Linked DNA regions of Arachis hypogaea: region 2 is linked to region 1. Evidence: chromatin contacts called from public Hi-C data. All regions are on one chromosome and are shown on one strand. Each heading gives the region's core, a stretch centred on a gene start, on an enhancer-like site or on the middle of the called end of the contact. The rest is flanking DNA. Distances are from core to core; before and after follow the strand shown.

Region 1 (7,724 bases), core at 1,896-4,395:
TTTCTGAGTATGCTAGTTATAAATTTTTTTGATAGGTTTATTGATTTCTAGATTAGGGTGATTATATGTTGCTATTTAATAATTTTTATTGCTGGTTGTTCTTAATTCCAGGCTCTGCTCAGTCTATTGTGCTGTTGGTAATGGTATTTTTTATTGGATTTATCCTTTGAGAGCTGATGTTAGCGTGGTTTGATGTTGCCTTATTGATTTAGTTATGGTCTTATGGATGATTATTTGACTTCTGACTATGTTTCTGTTGTTTTTAACTTTGTGAATGATTTATTGATTTTAGTTATGGTTGATAGTATTAATCAAGAAATAATTGTTGAACATATGGAAAGCATATTGTAAGAAATTGAGAGCAACAAAAACAAAAGAAAAGTAAGCTTTCGTGAAGAGGGTGGTGATGAGGTAGAGGATGCAATTGATGAAGCAATAGCTCAAGAAGAACAACAACGTACTTCGAGTAAGCAAATGGTTGGAGGCGATCCCCAAAAAAAAGCCAAAGTCATTCCTCCTATGTTTGCACCAAGAACAACTCTAGAAGCTCAACCAAGTCTTAAAAGTGTCTTGCAAAACAAAGAGGCGATACACGAGATTGATAAACAGTTTGCTCGGTGGCTTTTGGATTGTAGAATTCCATTTAATGCAGTGATGTTGCCAGTTTTTCAAGATATGTTGGATAGTGTTGCTGGTATTGGACCTGGTTATAAGGGTCCTTCTTATGATAAATTAAGGGTTCACTTGTTGGCTAATCTAAAAGAGAATGTTAAATGCTAGTTGATAGTTATAGAAGTGCATGGAGAGAAATTGGATGTACCCTCATGGTTGATGGTTGGACAGATAAAAAACAAAGAACATTAATTAATTTCTTGGTGTATTATTCTAAAGGTTTGTGCTTTGAAAAAAGATCTTCATGCTACAGCTTACTTCCTGAATCCTGCTTTCTTTTTAGATGAAAATTATAATGAAGCACCTAATGTTATGTGAGGTTTACTTGATCTTGTTACCTTGTATTGCAAGTGTAACAATTTGGATTTAGTTGAGGCAGTAAAAGAAATACATTTATATAGAGATCGGAAAAAAAGTTTTGATAGGCCAAGAATCTATTCAAGCTACAAAAAAACTTAAGCCTGGTAAGAATATTTGTTTAATAGTAACTTGTTTTATGCTTTCATTTTCTTAACTGATAACTTCTAATATGTTATGGTTTTATAATTAGTAGATGAATGGTGGAGGTTGTTCGGTAGTTCTGTTCCATGTTTACAAAGGATAGATGTTCACATTCTTAACCATGCATCTGCTTCCTCTAGGTGTGAGAGGAATTGGAGTCTTTTTGACCAGATTCATACAAAAAAAAAAAGATTGGAGTATAATAGACTGAATGATATTGTTTATGTTACTTATAATTTGCGTCTTAAATCCAGGTAATATATGTTTCATGCAATATCATATTATTTCATATATAATCTCTATGATAACAAATTTGTTTACTTTTTCATATGTTGTATTTAATTTTTTAGGAAGGAAAAAGAAAAAGAAAAAGAAAGCAAAAGATACAATACGATTCAATTGATTATGAAAGCATCAATTTAGTTGATTTTTGGGTAACGGAAGAGATTGTAGAGAAAGAACCTGATCTTTCTAGTAATGTGGATGACTTATTGCGTGAGTATTATAGTTTATTTTCTAATGATTTATTAGAATGTTGTTAGTTTTTAATATTATGATAAATACGTATTTTATTAGGTGATATTGATGCTGATTTATATCAAAATAGTGGTGGTAGTAGTGGTCTTTATGCTGCATCTCTTGATTCTTCTGCTCAAGATGGTGGAAATGAAGGTAAAGATGATTCCACCAAAAAAAATCTGCAACAAATTTTTTGCGGATTTTGATGATTGATAAATGATAAATCTTTATGTTGGCATTTAATATTTAGATATTTCTTTTTACTATTTAACTTTTGAGTTTGTATTTTGATAAGATCATATGGATTTGATTGATGATATTTCATGTAATGTTTTAAATTTAAAAAATATTTTAAGATTTATATTAGATTATAATTATATTTTAAGATGTTTATTTATTATTTTAATTTAAAATAATTTTTTAATTAAACTACGATTGAATTGATTAGACCAATAAACCAATAATTAGAGCGGACGATAATCTACTATGTCTTTAGTGAGACTTGAACCCAATGCAGCACATTTGAGACATGATGATGGATCACTAAATTAAAGCCTCATATGAAAAATTTGAAATGTTTAAAATGGGCTTATTAGTAATCCCTTATGGGCTTTTTGACTTTCATTTTTATGGATAGGCTTGTTTTTGGTCTGATGAATAGAGCTATTATTATTTGATTGATCCAGAGAACATCCCACCACATTGTTTCTCATAAAAAGTTTTCTAAGAATTTTTGGTGTGACCAAAAAAAAAAAAGAATTTTCGGTTGCTTGTAGTGATGAGACGTGGAGTGAATAGGTGAACTTAGGATGAGCACGGGTAGCGGATATCCGTTTACCCATTCAAACTCGAATCGAATAAATTAAATTAGTTTTGGAACTAACGGATAATTGGGTTCAACTCGAACCAAACCGATGATCTTTGTTAGTAATTGATTCGGGTATCGATTCTAGGAGTGCAGAACCCGAACAACCCGTGAACCTGATCATATATTAATTAAATAATATATATATATATATATATATAATTTTTTATTAGACAAAGATTATTCACTATTAATATGTTTGGATTTTAATAAGTTTAGTTTTTAATGTATTTACTGTTTGGATTATTTCTATTAATGTTACATGTTTATTGTACTTATTGAATTTTTAAGATAAAAATTTGATTTTTTTTATGAATTTTAAAATCATCGGATACCTAATTACCCAAACCGAACTAATTTATTTTTAATCAATTTGGTTTAGTTCGAATATATATACAAAAAAATACAAATCAAAATCAAACTGAACTAATTATATTTTGATCAATTTGATTCTAATTTTATCATAAATCCAAACAAAATCGAATTGTGCTCAGCCTTAAGTAAACTGGTAAACGCTATAACATGGAACGAAAGAGTTCATAAACTCACGCGTGTTATTCAATGATAGGACCTTATCGCGCTTAGCACCACCACACTCCACACAAAATCCCCCTACGAGATATGTTTGGTTTTTCTTTTCTCTCTCTCTCTCTATTTTTGTGGCCACGAGAAATTCAAGTTGCAGTAGTCATTTCCATGCTTAAGCTAAAAGAATACTCTTGAAATAGAATAGATTCTCTCGATTCTTTTTCTCTAATGATATTGTTAAATATAATGTTTATTATATAATTGTTAAATAAAATAAAAAATATTATATAATAAAATTTAAAATTATTTTCCATCTCAAATTAACAATAGTTTCACATGGTCTCTTTTATTTTAATTAGTCAATAATTAACGAAAATTAATCGTTTCATTTATTTGCTATAATTTACATATATATCTATATCACTTTACTGATAAATAAAAACAATTTAATGCTTACCAAAGTTTGAAAAAAAGAGCATTTCATATATTACAAATATCAATGAGTAAGATAAGATAACATCGGCTCGTAAAGTTTTTATATAAAAAAAAATGTATGACCAATATTTTTATTTAAATTTAGTTAGTAATTAATTAATAAAAAAATAATAATTTTACATTATTAATTATATTATTAAAAATATTAATAATAATTAATTAATAATTACAAATTATAAAATCTGTTTATTTTCTAACACTCCTCTTTTATATATATGTTTTCCTTAATCTATCACTTATTTCATTAAGTTGGCTCCCAAAAATTATGGTAAAAATAAGTATGCAAATCAGTTTTTAAGACACCAAAGAAATAAAAATTAATTTTTAAAAAATTAGTTCATATTAACATGAAAAAATTAACTCGTAATTAAACTCAATAATAAAAACGTCTAACTTTGGAAAGAGAAATTAAAGAAAAGCATAGATATAACATATAAGTGGATGGGAAAATCCCAACAGTGTGTGCCAGTGGAAATCTCTTTGATGGGCTGAAATATTGTGTAATTTATCTTTTCTGTGTGGGAGAGAGAACTCATTCTGCGTTCTCACTTTCACACTCCCAATTCCATTGCAAAGTTGAAGTCCGTAACTGTCTCTGTATCCACTAACCGCCTTTCATTTCATAATGGAGTTGGCCGCCAAGCTCCACCACCTCGATCTCACTTCTGCCTTTCTCAGCGGTGGCTCCGTTATCTTCGAACCTCCTAAACCTCTCTCCCGCCCACCCCTTCATCTTCGCCCAGTTCGCATCAACAACGCTCACTTCACTAACCCAACAACAACAAGAAGAAGAAGATTCTTCGACGCCATAAGACCTACCAATTCCACTACCACTCTCCGTTTCTCCGCCGTGGCCACCGACGACACCTCCCTCGCCGAAACGACGATCGAACAACAAGACGACATCGAGTCCCTCCTCTCCGAACCTTCTTCCAACGACTATGACTTCGATAAACGGCGCGCCAACAAGCAATCCACTACGGGAGCTTCCAGCGTTTCTTCGGGGGTAAAATTGGAAAACGTTACCAAGAGCTACAAGGGTGTAACGGTTTTGAAAGACGTGAGCTGGGAAGTGAAGAAGGGAGAGAAAGTGGGCCTCGTTGGCGTTAACGGTGCCGGTAAAACCACGCAGATGAGGATTATTGCGGGTCAAGAAGAACCCGATTCAGGTAACGTCATTAAAGCCAAACCGAACATGAAAATCGCATTTTTGAGCCAGGAATTCGAGGTTTCGCCCAGTAAGACGGTGAGGGAAGAGTTCACGAGCGCGTTCAAGGAGGAGATGGAGATAGCGGTGAAGCTTGACAAGGTTCAGAAGGCTCTAGAAGGTGCCGTGAATGACATGGATTTGATGGGGAGGCTTCTTGATGAGTTTGATTTGCTTCAGAGAAAGGCACAGGCTTTGGATTTGGATGAGGTTGATGCCAAGATAAGTAAGTTGATGCCTGAGCTTGGGTTTGCAGCTGAAGATTCTGATAGGTTGGTTGCTTCTTTTAGCAGTGGGTGGCAGATGAGAATGTCTCTTGGGAAAATTTTACTTCAGGTATCTATGAATTACATATCACAAACATGCTGCTATTCTATGGGGTACACACATACCAGATTATATGTATTTTCTTTTTTTTTTTTCCCGAGAATTGAGACATTGTTTGTTGAGTGGGATAATCTAGTTGGAATTGAGTATAAGGGATGCTACAGTTGTGTTGTGAAGGGTTGCTTCTTTTGTGAAACCTTTCTCATGCATTGGCTACACTGCATGCACTACTTTGTGGCAATTACTCCATTTGATCTTAAATAATTGTTAATTGTGTTCAGATACATAGAATTTTTTCAGCGTCTTTGCGTAAATTTATTGAAACATTTAGCACACTGTGGCTTGGTAACTGAAAACTTGATATCGGTTGCTTCATTGTTTTGGTTGTTTTCTGTCGTCACTCTTCAATGCATAATGCTTGCGTTCGTATTAGTAAGCATTTGGAATAATTGATGTTTTATGCTGATAAGATTTAAATTGTCTGTTTGCAGGAGCCAGATTTGTTGTTGTTGGATGAGCCGACGAATCACCTTGACCTTGATACCATTGAGTGGCTCGAAGAGTATCTTAACAAGCAGGATGTCCCCATGGTTATCATTTCCCATGACAGAGCATTTCTTGATCAGCTGTGCACAAAAATTGTGGAAACTGACATGGGTGTATCCAGGACATTTGAGGGGAATTATTCTCAGTTTATACTTTCAAAGGCAGCATGGATTGAGGCACAGTACGCCGCATGGGAAAAGCAGAAGAAAGAAATTGAGCTGACCAAAGATTTAATTAGTAGGTTAGGTGCTGGAGCAAATTCCGGCCGTGCTTCATCTGCCGAGAAGGTATATGTGATGATGTGAACTTTGTACAAAGTTGAAGGTTCAAATATACCAGTTCTTGTACCTGCTTGTGTTAAATTATTGAGATTAGGTGCATTGCTTCCACAGTGTGGCTTCAATTGTTTTCTTGCTCCTTAGTCCTTATATTATTTGCTTAGAAAGAATTCCTCCTTCGTTATGTATGACAACAGAAGCTGGAGAGACTTCAGGATGAGGAACTAGTAGAGAAGCCATTTGAACGGAAACAAATGAAAATCAGGTTCCCTGAGCGCGGAAGGAGTGGAAGATCTGTTGTAACAATTAAGAACTTGGAGTTTGCCTTTGAGGATAAGGTGAGTTGCCTTGCTTTTCTTGTTTACAAGTGGACATTACAACGAGTGAGTTTGTGTCTGTAAGTATGTCATCGTTCAATGGAATCATCAATTGATCAAATTTTGTTTTTCATATTTTGGTGCCAGACACTTTTCAAGAAGGCAAATCTTACAATTGAAAGGGGAGAAAAGATTGCAATTATTGGTCCAAATGGATGTGGCAAGAGTACTTTATTGAAATTGATAATGGGTATAGAGAAGCCGATGGGGGGTGAGGTTGTGCTTGGGGAGCATAATGTATTACCTAACTATTTTGAGCAAAATCAGGTTTGCCACTGCAACGAAGAATATATTGTTTGTAATTAAATTGTGATGCTGCTCCTAGTTCTGATTTTTGAGTTAATCGAATCGTGTGCAGGCTGAGGCACTGGATCTGGACAAGACAGTGCTTCAGACGGTAGAAGAAGCTGCAGAGGACTGGAAGATTGATGATATCAAAGGACTTCTTGGCCGATGTAATTTTAAAGCTGATATGCTTGACCGAAAAGTTTCCCTATTGAGTGGTGGTGAGAAGGTAAATTGATCCAACCCAAAAATGGATAATTTTGGGATATATTATTTACCTTTTTCCCCCCCATGCATTTGCACCATCAAGAATAGTGTTTGCATGGCTGATTCTCGTTGATTTTCCCAAGATATGTCTTTGTTTATTTTTTTAATTAAGATATTCTTTCTAGCTTCATCTTATTGTTCTGATGTAATAGCTTTACTAGTTCTATTGATGCTCTTCCATTTCTCACTCTCCAAAATATGATAACGCACAAATATAAATATTTGGAATTTATCTCGTCTCTTCCTTGGTTTGCTAGGCACGGTTGGCTTTTTGCAAATTCATGGTAAAGCCATCAACTCTACTTGTGTTGGATGAACCAACCAATCACTTGGATATACCTTCTAAAGAAATGCTCGAGGTTTGTCTCAATTTACTCTCTATATTTCTCCTCATTGGAAGCTCAAATCACCAATCACACTACTGATTTATTTCTAATTCTTCTACCAGGAAGCAATAAATGAGTACGAGGGCACTGTTATCACTGTGTCTCATGATCGATACTTTATAAAACAAATAGTTAATAGAGTTATAGAAGTTAAAGATGGCACCTTACAGGATTATGCAGGCGATTACAATGTAAGTTAATTTGTTCCTTTTCTGTGATCTCTATATAAGAGTTATAGCTAGTTGAAATGGGTCAAATTCTATACATGTAGTTGGCCCTAGGAAGCCATGCTTGATTGCACTTGATCCTCAATTCTCATATATGATTTAAGTCCTCAAAGTTATCTTCTAGCTTTCATTTGGTTGCTTTGCGATTTTGCATTTGTGAGGGATCAAAACCAAATAAACCCTGGGTCATTATATTTTTGCTTCTTATATCTATAGGTCATTTTACTGGTTTTTGCTTGGTGTA
Region 2 (7,593 bases), core at 4,519-7,018, 310 kb after region 1:
TATTCTTGAATGGAATGATGGTATACGTTTGTTCCAATTCTCCATTTTGCTCTCCCCCCCAAACAAAAAAAAAAAAAGGTGTGAAGGATTGGCCTCAAAAAACTGCTAGTTACCCTTGTACATGAAATCAAAGTAAAGAATTTATGAGTAGCATTACACTTTCAAATATTTTTTACTTTTATGTGATCAGCTACTTCTTAATGGATATAATTATTAATATTGATAAAATTAGAAAATAAGGTCATAATCGTCATTAAAATTATAAAATTAAAGAATATAAACAATAGCTTAGTTATACTAAATTTGACTATGTAACACATCATCTGTCAATGACCTAATCAAAATGGCAAAAATTAAAGCATAAGCAGAGAATAAAATATTTCCACCATCTGATGTAATTTTTTTATAATCCTGTCAAATCCTAATTAGCAACAATAACTGTCAACAAACCAACACTTCTTTTCATTAGCACGAGTCAATTAAAGGATCAAATTATGCTGAACGATGAATTAACGAATTTGGAATATACCTAAAAGGGTTATGAATTAATAGCCATCTAACCAACAAATGCTAGTTTGGAGCTATGTCCTTAAACACTGGCAAGCGTTTGGAGGAGTCTGTTGGAGCATGCATGACTTGATTTGTGAAAACATGAACTCTTTGCATTAGTTCCTTCCTCTGCCTTTCAATAAGCAAATCTTGGAATGAGAACAATGAAGTTGAGCCATAAGAACCATCCTTATTGCCATCTAGTTGGGATGGGTAAGGTACTATCCCATCCTGGAACATGAAACGTGAATCCTCGTAACCGCTATTCTCTAGTTCACTTTTGCTGTGTTTTCTTTGTACTTGTTCCCACTTCACATTCAATTGCTTTGTCTTCTCTTCCCATTCCTTAGGCATAGAGTTCCCCAACCATGACATAGTGGTGTTATATTTACCCGCCTTTTCTTGATCCCTCGTATTGATCTGCATATATATAAACAAATAAATTAACAATATTTTTTAATTGACCAAACCATATGCGTATGAAAACTATTGTGCTCTCGCATACGTGGCGTTCAAGTTTGCTAATAAAAGCGTATAATTCCATCGATCAGCGTATATTCCATATTAATTCTTTCTTCAACGAAAAAAGATTAGACATATATTCACGAAAAATATAGGAATGCAGAAAGTCAGATAATTCATCGTTCTTTGGCCATGCATCGTACTTAATCTCACGGAGATTGATGTATATAAATACATACATATATTTCTTTCTTAAATCTATTTCTCTACTGGCGTATAGCCGTATACATGAAGTTACAAATATGTAACATATTTCAAATCTTTCTTTGATTTTTATTGAATATCCATCCCGATATAATTTCTTCAAAACACTACTTGAAAAAAAATACCTATTTCGATCCTTGATATTTAATTTTACTAGACTGTTAACCTCTCTGTCAATGATCTCTCTCCAAAACATGCTTATGTGGCACATTAATTTAGTATACACTCCCTACAACATTCAACTCTTCAAAATGTTCCTCGGGTGAAACAGTCTCCTCATTACTTACATAACCAGCATCTTTCATTACTTCATTGAGTCCATCCATTAAAGGGTAGAGCTCATAAGCACGAGGGTTGGAAGTGTCTCCCACCACAAATGGAGAAAACTCATTGCCAACATCAACCCAAGCACAGCCTGGTGCCTTTCTCACACCTATGTTCTTCATGTAACTCCTCACTTCAGCAAGCTTGCTCCAACAACCAGCGGCTGCATACATGTTCGCAATCAACACATAATAACCCGAGTGATCAGGTTTCATTTCCATCAATTTTCCTGCAGCCCATTCCCCCATCATTGTGTTTCCATGGATTCGACAAGCTCCAATGAGTGTCGCCCACATTGCAGAAGTTGGCTTGCATGGCATCCCAGTAATAACATCCCTTGCTTTGTTCAGATGGCCAGCCCTTCCATAGAGATCAACCATGCAAGCAAAGTGCTCGATGCGCGGTATCATCCCATGAACATCTGTCATCTGTTTAAAGAGTAACTGACCCTGAGATACAAGACCAGAATGGCTGCAAGCTGTTAGAACTGCAACTATTGTTACATGGTCTGGTTTAATCTTCAACTTGCACATCTCTTCAAATAGTTTTAGAGCAGTTTGTCCTTCTCCCTTCATACCGTACCCCAAGATCATGGAAGTATATGTGACTTCATCTCTTGCACTCAGCGAATCAAACACTCTTCTGGCTTCTAAGACTTTGCCAGACCTCGCATACATGTCCACCAGAGCGTTCCACAATAATAAATACTTATCAAACTCTTCACACTTCATGATGTAGCCATGAAACTCCCTGCCATGTTGCAGATTCGCTATGCGAGCACAAAGGGGAAGAACACTTGCAATGGTTACAAAATTTGGTTCAACACCCTTGTGTAACATTTCTCTGAAAAGGTGTGAGACTTCCTCAGATCGATCCATGTGTGCATATCCAGAAAGCATCGCGTTCCAAGTAACTAAACCCTTGTCTTCCATTCTGTGGAACATTATATATGCATGCCTGAGGTCACAACATCTGGAATACATTGTAACTAATGCATTTCTTACATTTTCAAATGCATCTAAGCATGTTCTTACAGCATGACCATGAATCTCCTTTCCCAATTTAAGGGCTCCAATGTGGGAACATGCATTCAATCCAACAACCACCGCAACATTGTCCAAATGAATTTTAGTTCTCATCTGAGAAAGCATCTTAAGTGCCCCACTAAAATTTCCTGAATGCAAGCACCCTCCAGCAATAGTATTCCAAATGATCACATTCATTTCAACACCCTCCTCTTGCATGCATCCAAATAGCCAAAACGCTTCCTCCCACATCCCCCTTGAAGCATAACAATTGATCATAGTGTTCCAAGAAACATCATCCCTGTGGTGCATTTTATCAAATATTTGGCGAGCAACCTTCAATTCCCCGAACCTACCATACATAGAGACCAATGCATTGTGCACAAACAAGCTCCACCCAATTGAGCTAGCCTCAATAGACTTGTGAACCTCCACACCAGTAGCAAAATCTAACAATTCCCCACAAGCCTTTAGAACAGAAGGGTAAGTGAAATCATCAGGTTCAATCCTCTTATTCACCATTTTCTTATATGCGGAAAGACCCTCCATAAAGAGCCCATTTCTAACATAGGAAGATATAACCATATTCCAAGGCAATGGATCCAAACTAGTGGAGCTCTCAACAACAACATTAGCATCAGCAAGGAGAGTGAAACTAGTGTAAAAATTAGTGAGCCTTGAAACCAAAATAGGGTGTTGATCAAGACCCAATGAAATGACTTGGGCATGAAGCTGCTTACCCTGTGGCAATGATTTAAGGTTAGTGCAACCCAAGAGAAGAGAACTAATGGGGTGTAACAAGATATAGGAAGAAGAAGCAGTAGAAAGTGATGGTGCTGCATGTTGCTGTATTTGAAAGAAGGTTTTGAATGCGTTAGACAAGTTGGCTTGGTTAACAAAGTCCTTGAGAGCTGCAACAAGAACACCAACCATAGATGCATCAGTGAAGGCAAAGTGTTTGTCAAACTGTTTGGTAGGTTGTTTCCATGGTTTAGGTAGGAACCTCTGAACTCGTGAGAGTAAGAGTTTTGTGGGTATAGTTGTAGAAGATGGCATAAACTGTCATGGCCAATAAGGAGCAAGCACATGTCTTGAACAACATTTGATGGATTTGGTTCTGTAACAGGGTTGTCGAGCTCAATAATTTTAAGTTGTGAATATGGAGGGAGTACCCAAGTGTGGAAGATGCAGTGCCGATGGAGAAGTGAGATGTCGTATATTTTACCTGAAATGGAAGACAAACGGAAAATTGCAAGTCATAGAATCGTAAAGGGATAGTAAATAGTGACTCCTAAATAGTAAATAGTAAGCTTTCATAATTCAAAACTAAAATACAACCAAAGTTGGATTATATCTCTTAGCATATTTAACATATTTTCGTAGAATTTCCCACAACAGAAGCTACCCCTTCTCCCACTTGGTTGCAGAATTTCCCATACATGTTGCAAACCTTTATCCATTGAACTTCAGGTTGCCCTGCCTTTGCAAACACTGCTGATTGCAGCAATGCTGCTGCTCCTGCCCCAGTCACATATTCCATTACCTGTATATGTAAACGAAGTTCAACATACCTTTCTGATATATGTTATATTTGAGACTTCATTCAACTCAAAATGAATATAAAGCTTCACCTGGATAAAATACCGAGATCTTAAGTTGTAGGATAATACTTCATAAACCATAACCCATTATCTTACTAATGCTTGTTTGAACCCCAGCATGACCAAGGAAATTAAATGCTCACATCATCCAAGACACATATTTAAGATCCTAAACCCAAACATGCCCTGTGGTGAGAGTGAGAGTGACTGTAACTAGTATCAATCATGCAAGTTTACATTGAGGTCCCTCAAAATTGAGGTCACTATTGATTTGGATTGCTATACAAATTTAAGCCATGAAAGCAAACCATAACCAACTGGACCCTACTCTGAAAATTCTGACAGAAGATGTCAATATGCAAAGTGCATAACATAGTGTTGCCTAGTTACTACTTTATTATAATCTCAATAATCCATATCTTTGATCAATTGATGCTATAGTAAATGAATGGTTGGGATGATTAATGAACGAACCGGTTGAAAAATTAAAGTTTAAGATGGTCACTAGAACTTGACTGAGGTGTGGCAATTTGCAAATTCAGTTACCAAAATGTACAAAAATATACATAAAAGGTACCTGATCAGCAGTGAAAATAATCCAAGGGCTTGAAGAGTACACTTTCTATAATTATGCAAGAACACAGCACAGTGCTCTTCACCGATCAAGAACACAGCACAGTTTTCTTCCTATATCAGAGTGAAGCAAACACAAAACAGGTTGATTCAAGAGCAAATTGAACCTTAGAACAGTTTAGCATTCAAAAGCACAATAAAGAATACAAATATTTTAAAAGAAAAATAAATTCACAACTCACATGTTTATATGACATTAAAATAAATTCAGCATATAAAATAACTAAACTACTAACAAGGAAAGCAAATCAACAAGCGATACAATCAAATAATTAACAAGTACAACAACTTCCAAAATCCAAAATGACAAGTAACAAACCACACATGAATTAGAATCCTAAGCACCACCATAATTTAAAATTTAAAATTTAAAATCATCATTCACAGAGCATATCGTTCACTTTGTAGCAGAGGTATTTGGTTTCTCAACATTGAATACTTGAGCCTTGAGAATTGAGATATTGAACAGAGAGATGATGGAGTGAAATCAAATAACAGAGGGAGAAAAAGAGATTTATGGCTTACCTAAAATGACACAACAGGGGAGGAGAAGAGGGCAGCAGGCAGCAGCAACCAGGAACGACACAAAGCAGCAGCGACAGTAAGTCAGCAACCTTCCAATGCAGTCGCAGTCGCAGTCGAGAGATACAGAGATGCACTTACGGTAGCGCAGTCGCAATCACGCAACACCCACAGGCGGCACCGCAGCAGGCCTCAAGGTTCACGGTAACGCAACCAACACTCCGATTTGGTGATTTCAGTCGGAGTTCAGAGTTTAGAGGGAGGGAAAACCTAGAGAAGATGACGAACAAATTCTCAGATGTATTTCTTCTTTTTGGATATGAATGGAGATTAGGGTTGAGAGCATCAAGACTACTGAGATGATATTATGGGACCTAAATTTTTTGAGTAAAGGACAAATTCGTCCTTGACCTTTCTTTTATGGACATTTTCGTTTTCGAGTATTGGAAAATACTTTAATATGTCCCTAACCCCCAAAAAAGTGGATATATTTATCCCTCCGTTAGAGTCGCTCTGTTTGCCCTGACGGAAAACGGTGACGTGGCTCCCGTAGCGCTGACCTAACCGTTACGGACTGCCACGTTGGATGGGCTTTTGAAAAGAGGACATATTAGTCCCTAGGGACCAAAACGTCGCCGTTGCTCCCCCACCCCCAATCTATGAAGTCCTGTGAGCTCTAATCCTTCAAATACAGTGTGAAGGTGAAGCGGATGAAGGAAGAAAAAGAGTATTCCGACTCATGGCATTCGACGGAGGTCGGCCCCAAGTCTGACGGCCAGACCATCGAGTGGCTCCTCCGCCAGGCCGAGCCCTCAATCATCGCCGCTACCAGAACTAGAACCACTCCCACCAGCTTCTCCTCCGTTTCCGTCTCCGTACGCGGCGGTGCTGGCTCTCTCTCTTCTCCTTCCTCAACCTCCGCAGCGTCTTCGCTCGACCACAAGTCCTTGCTGGGTCTCACTCCCTTCATATTCGGCAAGCGCATACGTACCGACGACGACGCTTCCGCCAAGGATGACAGCGTCTCCGTGGGGCCCGCCGTGGGTCCTAAGTGGGCCCTGGAGCTCCCGCGGGGCTCTGGGTCCTCCTGGCCAGGCCCGATTTTGGTCAAATTTGAAGTTTTGCAGCGGCTGCTCCTCTGCTGGAGATGGTTGTGCAGTTGGCGACGGTGTCGGTGTCTCAACAGCAACAAGCTTCTTTGTTCGTTCACCATCGGCATCAGCAGCAGCAACAAGCCGTAGGAGAAGCTTCGGCGGCGAGGTTGGGAAATTACCTTCCTGGACATCTGAATTTGCTGGCTTCTAAGTTGGGAGGGCCCGGAAAATTTTAGGTTTAGGGCTCTTTTGTTTTTAGTTTTTTGAGTGGAGAAGTCCATGAATTCAATTAGGATTTGTTTTAAGTTATTTATTATGATGATGATGAATTGCTGCAGATTGAGGCTGGAAGCGGTTTTGAGGACCTTGATCATCAGTGTTTGCTGTGTACAAGTGCAAATGCAGCTTGGAAATTCATAATGTTGGTTGTGATTAAAAGAAAGCAAAATTCTCCAAGTTGGAGAGACTAATAAGCTTTGTAATGATAATGGGATTGCATTATTGGTTGCTTGGTTTTTGAGTTTTTCACTTACTCTCGTCCATCATGTCCTAAATCCTAATGGAGTGTACAAGTTTGGTTGTTGTTGCAGCGAGCTCAAGTGCAATTACTAGTAGATTTAGTGTTAATAGTGGTCAAACTCAACTCAACTTTGCTCCCAATTTGTTGAAGTACACAACTCAACACAACACAACACACTACATTCCAATTCCTATGAAAGAATTCATGTGTTGTTCTTGTTAATCATATGGGTTTTGGCACAGCTTGATGGATGGTGAGTGGTGTGGTGAGTAGTCAATGTTATCCTCTCTTTCAATCTCTATATTTCTTTCACTTTCACATGTGTTGTTCTTGTTAATGATATGTTCTTGTTCATCATGATGTTGTTTTCTGAGGTCACTATAGTGTGGGTGAAAGACAAGTGTTTTCTGAGGTTACAGGATTTTATAGATTTGGGGTGGGGGAGAAACGGCGACGTTTTGGTCCCTGAGGACTAATATGTCCTCTTTTCAAAAGCCCATCCAACGTGGCAGTCCGTAACGGCTAGGTCAGCGCCACGGGAGCCACGTCACCGTTTTCCGTCAGGGCAAACGGAACGACTCTAACAGAGGGATAAATAT

Evidence for each region. A called contact is a pair of places that touch in the nucleus more often than the background predicts.
Region 2: a Hi-C map of leaf shows a contact between it and region 1, with 4 times the contacts expected there. The contact joins the promoter of LOC112784353 here to the promoter of LOC112782712 in region 1. A contact is called at or near these places in 3 of 8 Hi-C or Micro-C datasets (all in leaf).

Annotation. Positions count from the first base shown.
Region 1 is chr20:106,866,774-106,874,497 of arahy.Tifrunner.gnm2.J5K5, forward strand. It overlaps LOC112782712 (ABC transporter F family member 5), which reads left to right and starts at 3,146. Exons shown (of 9, transcript XM_025825236.2): 1 at 3,146-5,123; 2 at 5,606-5,947; 3 at 6,136-6,276; 4 at 6,403-6,582; 5 at 6,674-6,829; 6 at 7,125-7,226; 7 at 7,316-7,444. The coding sequence starts at 4,206.
Region 2 is chr20:107,170,439-107,178,031 of arahy.Tifrunner.gnm2.J5K5, forward strand. LOC112784353 (pentatricopeptide repeat-containing protein At1g71490) reads right to left here and starts at 5,769. Exons shown (of 2, transcript XM_025827525.3): 1 at 5,384-5,769; 2 at 1,164-3,849. The coding sequence starts at 3,680. The coding sequence ends at 1,491. LOC112784355 (small GTPase LIP1) reads left to right here. Exons shown (of 7, transcript XM_025827528.2): 7 at 1-168. It also overlaps the pseudogene LOC112786107.